Linked DNA regions of Sus scrofa: region 2 is linked to region 1. The links are chromatin contacts, called in public HiChIP or PLAC-seq maps. All regions are on one chromosome and are shown on one strand. Each heading gives the region's core, a stretch centred on a gene start, on an enhancer-like site or on the middle of the called end of the contact. The rest is flanking DNA. Distances are from core to core; before and after follow the strand shown.

The links. HiChIP or PLAC-seq counts read pairs in DNA pulled down with a chosen protein or histone mark.
Region 2: a contact with region 1 is called in an H3K27ac HiChIP or PLAC-seq map of alveolar macrophages. The contact joins the promoter of KIF22 here to the promoter of MVP in region 1. A contact is called at or near these places in 7 of 47 Hi-C or Micro-C datasets (blood, embryonic fibroblasts, heart right ventricle and 2 more) and 2 of 2 datasets of contacts at active chromatin or transcription factors (alveolar macrophages and skeletal muscle).

What each region holds. Positions count from the first base shown.
Region 1 is chr3:18,055,017-18,060,093 of Sscrofa11.1, forward strand. It overlaps MVP (major vault protein), which reads left to right and starts at 1,532. Exons shown (of 15, transcript XM_021086424.1): 1 at 1,532-2,337. It overlaps PAGR1 (PAXIP1-associated glutamate-rich protein 1), which reads left to right. Exons shown (of 3, transcript XM_013987719.2): 3 at 1,485-1,904. The coding sequence ends at 1,684.
Region 2 is chr3:18,021,462-18,026,861 of Sscrofa11.1, forward strand. It overlaps KIF22 (kinesin family member 22), which reads left to right and starts at 1,643. Exons shown (of 14, transcript NM_001243019.1): 1 at 1,643-1,735. The coding sequence starts at 1,681.

The sequences.
Region 1 (5,077 bases), core at 282-2,781:
CTTGTTAGGTCTGCCTCCACATTTCCAAATTCAGCTACTAGTCTCTGTCTTTAATGTGACACCCTGATCCAAGCCGTCTCTCTTTCAAAACATAAGTCAGCTCAAATCTGTTTTAAATTTTTTTAAATTATTATTATTTTATTTTTAGGGCCTCAAGTGTGGCAAATGGAGGTTTCCAGGCTAGCGGTCCAATTGGAGCTGCAGCCCCTGGCCTACACCACAGCAACACGTGATCCGGCCACATCTGCGACCTACACCACAGCTCACGGCAACACTGGATCCTTAACCCACTGAGCAAGGCCAGGGATCGAACCTGCAACCTCATGGTTCCTAGTAGGATTTGTTGCTGCTGTGCCACGACAGGAACTCCCAATTCTGTTTTAAATTCTCCGAAGGAGGAGTTCCTGCTTGGTGCAGTGGATTAAGAATCTGATTGCAGTGACTTGGTTCACTGGAGAGGGACGGGTTCAATCCTGGGCCTGGTGCTCTGGGTTAAAGGATCGGGCGTAGCCTCAGCTGTGGTTTGGATTCAGTCCCTGAACTTCCATGTGCCATGGCTGCGGCCGTTAAAAAAAAAAGGAGTTCCCATTGTGGCTCATCGGAAATGAACCCAACTAGTATCCACGAGGATGCGGGTGTGATCCCTGGTCTTGCGCAGTTGGTTAAGGATCCGATGTTGTTGTGAGCTGTGGTGTAGGTCGCAGATGTGGCTTGGATCCCGAATGGCTGTGGCTGTGGTATAGGCTGGCAGCTGTAGCTTTCAACCCCTAGCTTGGGAACTTCCATGTCCTGCACGTGCAGCGGTAAAAAGCAAAAAAAAAAAAAAGTCTTCCAAAGGATTTTATTGCTGGGGTGTAAGAGCTTATCAAAATGAGAATCCAGGAGTTCCCATCGTTGCTCAGTGGTTAATGAACCCAACTCTCATCCATGAGGACACAGTTTCCATCCCTGGCTTTGCTAAGGATCCCAGCATTGCCAAGGCTGTGGTGTCGGCCGGCAGCTACAGCTCTGATTCGACCCCTCGCCTGGGAACCGCCATATACCGTGGGTGCGGCCCTAAAACAATTTAAACAAAGAGAATCCAACACACACACTGTGCCCCCACCAAGGCTTCCATTTAAACAAAGAGATCCGTACCCCTTATCGTGATCTGTGAGTCATTTCTTGGGCCTCATCTTTCCTGTCTCCCCCAGTTCTGCATTTGCCCTTGAGCAGACCTCCCCGTTCCTGCCCTGGGGCTTTTGCACTTGCTGGTGCCTGCCTGGGCTGCTCTTCCTAGGTCTTCACATTACCTGCCCCTTCTCATACGTCCAGCCTTCACGGCCCACCCCATCTGAGGCCCCAGCCCTACACCACAGCCCCTCCAGGACAGGCCTAGAAGTCGCTCTGTTTCCCGAGCTCCTCAAGTGAGTCATAAGATCCCAGGAAGGTCCGGGGCACAGAACCTCAGTCGCGCCCACATTTCTCTCCTTCCCCTTCTGCAGGAAGCTCAGCCCGGAGCCAGAAACGGGAGGCCCGCCTGGACAAGGTCCTCTCGGACATGAAGCGGCACAAGAAGCTGGAGGAGCAGATCCTCCGGACCGGCAGGGACCTCTTCAGCCTGGACGCAGAGGACGCCAGCCCCCCCAGCCCCGCGCTCCGGGCCTCGGGAAGTAGCCTCTTCCCCAGGCAGCGCAAGTACTGAGCGCCTCTGCCTTTAGGGTGCAGAGTCCTGACCTGCTGGCCCTCCCTCCCTACCCCGGGGGCGCTGGGGCACCTGGGAGGAGCAGAGACCCTGCGAACTCCCAACACAGCACCTTACCAGAAAGAGGACATGTGTATGTGTGTGTGTGTTTTCTATGGAACCGTTGTTTGGACACCTGGGCTGAATTTTCTGAATCTAAAATAAAAAAAGAAAAGTAGCAGGTTATCTTCTCTTTAGAGGAGGTACTGCCGCTGGAGCACACGCAGGCCTGGAGAGGCAGAGTCGGACCCACCCTGATGGGAAATGCCAGCCAGAGGGGGGAGAAGCCAACTCAGCACCACCCCCCCCCCCCCCCGCCGCCGCCCTAGGCCTTGGACCCCCTCCTAGTTTCATTCCAGCGCTGCCAGCTGGCTCTGAGGCGGGCATTCCTGAGCACTGAATGAGCTGCAGTGCCTTCAGCTGCAGTGAAAGCCTCCCACAGGAGAGAAACAAACCCAAAAAACTCAACGAGAACCAGCTGCAAGGGCCCTTTAAATGCCCAAGCCCCACCCCTGCGCCTGGCCTGCCCTGCCGGGAAGTGATCCCTAGGGCTGGGTGAAGGCGGCTCCCTCTCCGAGCTGAGGCGTCAGCTGCAGCCAGCCACACTTCTGGATGTAAGTACTCCGTCCTGGCTCCCAAAGCCCCAAACCAGCTGGCGGGCCCTTGTCCCCCACCCCCAAGACCTCTCCCTAGCTCTGTCCTGCCTTCGCCGACTCGCGTGGGCTGGGGCAGGTGGCTTTAGAACTAGAGCCGGGAGAAGGTGGGTGGAGGCTTGGCCTTGGGAGATACCGCTGGCCTTGTTTTTTCGGGCTTCTGAAGGCAAAAGGCAACTCATCTGACCCCTCGCCAAACCCCATCTCAGGCCTCTCGGACTTTGAGCTCCCACATCCGCAGTAGGGGCAGGGGAAGCTTCACGGGTCCGTTCACACCCCCTCCTGGACTGAGACTGGTCCCTGCTGTCCTCATCTTTTCCCTCCCCCTGGGGACCTGGGCTCTGGTCGCTCCCCTTGAGCTCTTAGAACGCGCCCCCCGTGGAGGTTCCTCAACCCTGCAAACGCTGAGGTTTCCACCACTACCCCCCTCGGCTCTGCGCACGGCGGGCCTTGCAGTTCATTTGAGAGGTCGTCGGCAGAGTAATCTTCAGATAGGCTTGATTTCTAGAAGGCATAGATGAGGAAGGTGCTTTTTCCTCTTCGGGACAGGGAAGTGAAAACAGGCAGCTCTTTTGGACCTGCCAGCCCAGTGACTCTGGAGACCTCAGAAGCATGGAGCGTTGGGGGATGGTAGTTGAGGCAGGTGCCCCGTTTTCTCTTCCTGTTTGGGTGGGCCCTTAGAATTTATGGGGGGGGGTGTCGCAAAGGGTGCCAGGTGACTCCTAGAAACTTTTGCCTGTCTCCACCCTTGGCACCTAGTACACCCACCACCCTCCCCGGAGGTGAGGCTCTCTGGCCAGGGCAGCTCTCTAAAGCCATGAGCAGGCAGGACAGCCCCTGGGAATGGCTGGCCCAGAGGCCAGAGGGCCCTAAAGTAACCCAGGCCTCCTTGTTGGGTGCTGCCCTCCCAGGTTGCAGAGAAGGCTCACCTTTGATCTGCACTGGCACTGTCGCCTGGAGACCTCCCAGCTCCACCCAGGTCCTTGTCAGAATCTTAGCCACATTTATGTCTGCCTGAGAAGCCATGCTACTTCCTCGGGTGGAATTCTGGCTCCCTCCTTGATCGTTGTGTGATCCTGAGCAAGTGCCTTAATTTCTAGGTCCTTGCCGAGGATTAAACAAGCCAATTAAAAGCATTTGGGAATTCCCTAGTGCCTCGCCAGGTTAAGGATCCGGCTCTGGTTATAGCTGTCTCGCTGGTTCAATCCCTGGCCCAGGAACTTCCACATGCCCCGGGCGCAGCCAAAAAAAAAAAGCATTTAATATGGTGAGTGGCACAGATTAAGTTCTCAATAAGTGAGAGCCGTTATTTGGGGGGCACTTGCCAAAGATAGAAATTCTGGAGTCTCTCTCCTGGAAGCCTTAGCCCAGTGGGTTTGAAGTGAGGCCTGCTGGGAAGCAATACTCCCAGCTGAGTCCTGTGATTGGGTGATTGTAGAAAACATTGATCTGGATCAGGGGGTTCTGAAGCCTGGTTCCTGGGTCATTTCCAATCTAGCCAATCCTCGCCTTCAATGACTGGCATTAATTGGAAGCATCTGGGAGGCAGGCTAGACATAGGCCCAGAAAGGAATTCCCTTTGTGGCCCAGCGGTTAATGAGCCCATCTAGGATCCATGAGGATGCGGGTTCAATCCCTGGCCCCGTTCAGTGGGTTAAGGATCTGACGTTGCCGTGAGCTGTGGTGGAGGTTGCAGACAAGGCTCAGATCCGGTGTTGCTGTGGCTGTGGTGTAGGCTGGCAGCTGCAGCTCTGATTCCACCCCCAGCCTGAGAGCCTCCATGTGCCAAGGGAGCAGCCCTAAAAAGCGAAAAAAAAAAAAAAAAAAGAAATAGGACCAGAGGTAGACTGAGCTGGCAGAGCTTTTCTGTTTCCAGAATAAGCTGCTGTTCCTGCAAAGTCACCCGGTTGGACTGGAGTTGAGAGATTTTCCTAGGAAGTGCCTAAAACTTTGTCCCTGAAAGTAGTGATTTATGTGAGACATTCTTGGGAATTTTCGCCCTGATCTCCCACAGCAGGAAATATTTGCCCTAAATTGAGAAGCTCTCAGGTGAAAATGGCCCCTCTGCTGTCCCTGAGTAAGTAAGTGTGACTCTGTCATCCTCTAAACAAAGCCTAGAATGTCTCAGATCAATGAAGGGAAAGGGCGAAGATAAGGTCCTGTTTGTGCCCAGTTTCCTGTGCATTTTCTCAAACCTAAACTTGAGAGAGGTGATGGTGCCAAGACTGTCCCCAGCTTCGCTTCCAACTTCAGACCTGCCTGGACCGAGAGCCCAGGGCTTGGGACAAGGGGACCTGTGTTGGCCGAGGGCTACTTGGACCTGGGGGCGAGGAGCTAGAGGAGATAATACTTGAACCTCTCTGCTTTTGAGGACAGGCTGCCATCCGAGTTCATCTTCCATCTCCCACCTCCCAGCCACGCTTTGTTGAGCCCCTCCCTCCCGTGCATTAGACCTGCTCCAGTTTCTAACCTCGTTGACCCCAGGAAACAATCACTTGTATTTCCATTTCGTTCTAGGAGCGTAAGGCTAACCCTAACCCTAACCCAAGTGGCCCACGATGGTGTGGGCAGCGGCGGCGCTCTGCCCTTGCTCTGTATTGGAGTCCCTAGGAGCTCGCTTTGAAATATAGTGGTGTCTGAACCCCACCCCAGACCAATTAAATCAATCCCCAGAGATGGGTGGTTTGAAAAGATCTCCAGG
Region 2 (5,400 bases), core at 393-2,892, 33 kb before region 1:
AGGAAACTGAAGTTCTAGCTCTGCTCAGGTATATGACCTCAGCCAAATCTCTTAACCTCTTTAGATTTCAATTATCCCACCCCCCCCTTTTTTTTTTTGCCTTTGCCGCTCCCACGGCATATGGAGGTTCCCAGGCTAGGGGTCGAATCGGCACTCTAGCCGCCAGCCTACGCCAGAGCCACAGCAACATGGGATCCGAGCTGAGTCTGCAACCTACACCACAGCTCACGGCAACGCTGGATCCTTAACCCACTGAGCAAGGCCAGGGACCGAACCGGCAACCTCATGGTTCCTAGTTGGATTCGCTAACCACTGCGCCACAAGAACTCCTCAATTACCCCTTTGTAAAATAAGCTTAATTTGGTCAAATGCTCTCTAAAGCCTGTCACACCTAGAAATCTGAATTCTGGACTTCCTTTGTGCCACAGTGGGTTAAGGATCCCACATTGTTACTGCTGTGACCAGAGCAATGCATTAATAAATATTTTCAACTTGTATTTATTTCTAACACAGTAAATGTGGATTGATAAAAATCAGAAGATATTTGGGGTCTCAATTTTTAAGAATGTAAAGGGATTTCAAGGCCCTCCCCAAAATATTAGAACCAGTGGTCCAATATTTGTTTTGTTTAGTTTATTATAGTTTGACATAATGTCTAAACCAGGGCCTTACCAGGAGCTCAAAGATGGGATGGTCACGCCTGGTTAAGCTCCAGAAGGGATAGGGAACTATTTTACAGATGACTGAACTCGTAGGACATGGGCGAAGTTGACTAACAGATTGAGCATGACTTTCACGCCCACTCCGCCGCCTAGAGCTCTGTTACAAAGGAAGGGACATCCCAGCTGGGATCCTCAGCTCAGGCATGTGACATAAAGGGACACACATGTCACCTGGCCTCTGCACCTCATATAGTGGCTTTGGAATCAGCAGGACCTAACTGTCCACAACCCAGCCAGCAGGGTCCTGATCTAAATAAGTGACCAGACGTTAAAGCACCGTTGACTGGCCCCCCGAGGTCAAGTCCGGAAAGCCACAAAAGGATCCCCTCCCACCAAGCTCGAGAATCAAATTCTGAGGCAAGAAAGTGTAAAACTGAAGATCACTACCAGTCGTTTAGAATAATCCCATGCCCATGCATCTTTCTTATCCCTATAGTGTGCCATATTCTGCCACGAAAACAGCGAAAACTGTATTTAGTTCAGAGAAATTTTCGGATAAATCGATTAACTATCTCGGAACACCGTCTGCTTGATTTCGTACCAAAAGTCGCAGTTTGAGAGGGGAAAAAAACAAAAAACAAAAAACAAAAAAACCGAGGCGAAATGTCTACACCTAAGATAAATCTACGCCTCGAAACCCAGAAGGTAAAAAGAGCCGGGGGCTGGCGACGCTCACCAGCACCCCCGACGGCCACTGTCGCAAACGCCTCCGGCGGCAGCGGAGTTTGCGCGGGAGGGCCTGCCCGACGTCAACGGCCGGGGAGCGGATGCGCGCGCATGCGTTCTCGGCCCAGGGAAACTTTCTTGCAGAACCCGGAGGCGAGCCCTAGAGGGCGGGATAGCGGCGAGGCACTAGAAGGGGCTTCCGGCGGCAAGTAGCCGTGATTGGTGGAGCCCAGGAGAGGGGGCGGGGCAGTGAGAAATTCGAACAGAGAGGCGGGCCCAAGGAGGGAGTGGAATGGACGCGGGGCTCCCGGCGCGGAGGCGACGCGAGATGGCGGCGGCGACCTCGGGTACTCGAGCCTGGGCAGGGCGGGGTGCCAGAGTCTGGAGCTTTGTGGGGCGACGCGTCCCAGTCGGGTCCGGGCCCCGCGAGTAGTCCGGGAGACGCCGGAATGGCGCGGCAGCGGGGAGGGGAAAGTGGGAGTGTGGAAGTCTCAGGCTGGTGCCTTCTCACTGTTTCCTGCTCTCGGCGCGGATCAATAGACCGGGGTTGAGACCCAGTTCCGGTGCACTTTTGAGCCTAGCGCCTTTTTCCTCAGGGAGCTTTAGTTTTGTCTGTGAAGTGGGGACAGTGACCCATCTGAGAAGATTACATGAGTAAGCGAGCGAAAAATAGCTACTACTCCAACTGTAAGGACAAAAGAAAGGGAGCTGGATGCGTCTTTGGGGAAAGAGCCCGTGTGTGACATGTTGTTTGGGTGCGGGGAGATCCCTCAGAGAGGCAAGAGTTTCAGACAGGCTGCAGCTGGGTGTGAATTGTTGGCATAAGATGTGCTGAGATCACCGAAAAGGGAAAGAAGGGGTTGTTTCCTTTCCCTCCAGCCGTGGAAGTCAGTACTCTTTTTAGGGTTGGGAAGGCTTTTAGGACATTCAGAATCTTGCTCTCTGCTCTCTTCTTGTAGACTGAATTCTGGTTAGTGATTATAGCGGGTACCACGGATATTTGAGTCTCTTACTGTTTGTCAGGCCCCGTGGAGAAACAAACCTATTTAGTAGAATGTCAAACACATGTTGCAGCCTTGCTTGGTGCCAGGCACAGCTGGAAACACTTTATGCTGATGAATTATTTAATCTCCTCAATGCGGTGAGGTGGGTCTGTTACTGCCTTGTGTTTTTGGTTTTTTTTTTACTTTTTTTTTATTACTCAAATGAATTTATCACATCTGTAGTTGTATAATGATCATAACAATCTGATTTCACAGGATTTCCATCCCACAGCCCAAGCACATCCCCCCACCCCCCAAACTGTCTCCTCCAGAGACCATACGTTTTTCAATGTCTGTGCGTCAGCATCTGTTCTGCAAAGAAGTTCAGTCTGTCCTTTTTTCAGATTCCACATGTCAGTGAAAGCATTTGATGTTGGTGTCTCATTGTATGGCTGACTTCACTTAGCATGATAGTTTCTAGGTCCATCTATGTTGCTAAAAATGCCGGTATTTCATTCTTTTTAATGGCTGAGTCATATTCCATTGTGTATATGTACCACATCTTGATCCACTCCTCTGTCGATGGACATTTAGGTTGTTTCCATGTCTTGGCTATTGTAAATGGTGCTGCAATGAACATCGGAGTCCATGTGTCTTTGGGAGTCGTGGTTTTCTCTGGATAGATGCCCAGGAGTGAGATTGCTGGATCAAATGGTAGTTCCATGTTTAGTTTTCTGAGGAATCTCCATACTGCTTTCCACCGTGGTTGCACCAATTTACAATCCCACCAACAGTGTACTAGGGTTCCTTTTTCTCCACACCCTCTCCAGCACTTATTGTTTGTAGACGTTTTGAGGATGGCCATTCTGGCTGGTGTAAGGTGGTACCTCAGAGTGGTTTTGATTTGCATTTCTCTAATAATGAGTGATGTTGAACATCTTTGCATGTGTTTCTCGGCCATCTGTATGTCTTCTCTGAAGAACTGTCTGTTTAGATCTTCTGCCCATTTTTGGATGGGGTTGTTTGTTTTTTGGTATGGAGCTGCAGAAGTTGTTTGTAAATTTTGGAGATCAATTCCTTGTCAGTTGATTCACTTGCAAAGATTTTCTCCCATTCTGTGGGTTGTCTTTTCATTTTGTTTAGGGTTTCCTTTGCTGTGCAGAAACTTTTAAGTTTGATTGGGCCCCATTTGTTTATTTTTGTTTTTATTGTCAATACTCTAAGAGGTGGATCTGAGAAGATGTTGCTGTCTTTTACGTCAGAGAGTGTTTGGCCTATGTTTTCCTCTAAGAGTTTTATAGTGTCTGGTCTTATATCTAGGTCTTTAATCCATTTGGAGTTTATTTTTGTGTATGGTGTCAGGGGAGTGTTCTCATTTCATTCTTTTCCATGCGGCTGTCCAGTTTTCCCAGCACCACTTATTGAACAAGCTGTCCTTTCTCCATTGTCTATCCTTGCCTCCTTTGTCATAGATTAGTTGGCTGTAGGTGCGTGTTACTGTCTTGTTTTACAGATGAAGAAACTGAGCCATAGATGAGTTTAAAATCTTGCTTAGGGAGCCCCCACTGTGGATTAGTGGTAATGAACCTGATTAGTATCCATGAGGACGTGGGCTTGTGGGTTTGATCCCTGGCCTCGCTCAGTGGGTTAGGGATCCTGCGTTGCCAGAAGCTGTGGTGTAGGTCGAAGATGCTGCTTGGATCCTGCGTTGCTGTGGCTCTGGTGTAGGCCAGCAGCTACAGCTCCAATTGGACCCCTGGCCTGGAACTTCCATATGCCGCACGTGCAGCCCTATAAAAGCAAAAAGCAAAAAAAAAACCAAAAAAGCAAAAAACTTGCTCAAAGTTGGGAGTTTCCACTGTGGCGCAGCAGGATCAAGGTTGTCTTTGCAGCAGCTCCGGCTGCTTCAGAGCAACAGGTTCGATCACCCGCCTGTGCAGTGGGTTAAGGATCCAGCATTGTTGCACCTGTGGCTATGATTCCATCCCTGGCCTGGGAACTTACATATGACACTGGGCTGCCAAAAAAAAAAAGGGCAAAAAAAACCTTGCTTAACGTTAACACACAAACCCAACTGGTATCCATGAGTACGCGGCTTCGATCCCTGGCCTCGCTCAGTGGGTTAAGGGTCTGGCGTTGCCGTGAGCTGTGGTGTAGGCCTCCAGCTGTAGCTCTGATTCGAGCCCTAGCCTGGGAACTTTCATATGCCCTGGGTGCAGCCCTAAAAAACAAAACAAAAAAAATTATGCCCAGCACATGATATTTACTCTGTCTGAGCACAACCTCCCCTCACCCTTCCAAGATCTACTGTGTCTGGTACATAGTAGTTTTCATAAAAATGCTTGAATATAGAGTTCCCGTTGTGGCTTAGTGGTAATGAACCTGACTATATCCATGAGGATGCAGGTTCGATCCCTGGCCTTGCTCAGTGGGTTAAGGATCTTGCGTTGCTGCGAGCTGTGGTGTAGGTTGAAGATGTGGCTTGGATCCCATGTTGCTGTGACTGTGGTGTAGGCCAGCAGCTGCAGCTCCAATTTGACCCCTAGCCTGGGAACCTCCATATGCTGCAGGTGCAGCCCTAAAAAGACCAAGAAATGAGAATAAAAATTACTTGAATGAATATTGTCACTTCCCTAGAGAAGCTTATAGTCTGTTTCAGTAGATAGTCATGTAAATATATTGAAAAGCAATAAGAGATATGTATAAGCTGCTATAGGGAGTGCAGAATCTAAGATAAACCCTTGGTTATTCTAGGAAGACTACATTAGGGAAATGAGAGTTGAGGTGAATTTCAAAGGTTGGCGTTTGCCAGGCCTTGGTGGGACCAAAAGACCACCAAATGATCGATTTATTTATGAGGTAAAAAGAGGCCAAAGACGCTCTCTTTGGCACAATTTCCTCATCAGTAAAAGAAAAAAGCTGAGTGGAAGTTGGGAATTATGGGAGAGGGGAAAATTAAAAGAAATCAGTGCTAGCTTCACCCGACCTCAAAGTTGCTTTCATGATGAAAGGGGCAGACTCTTGGACTG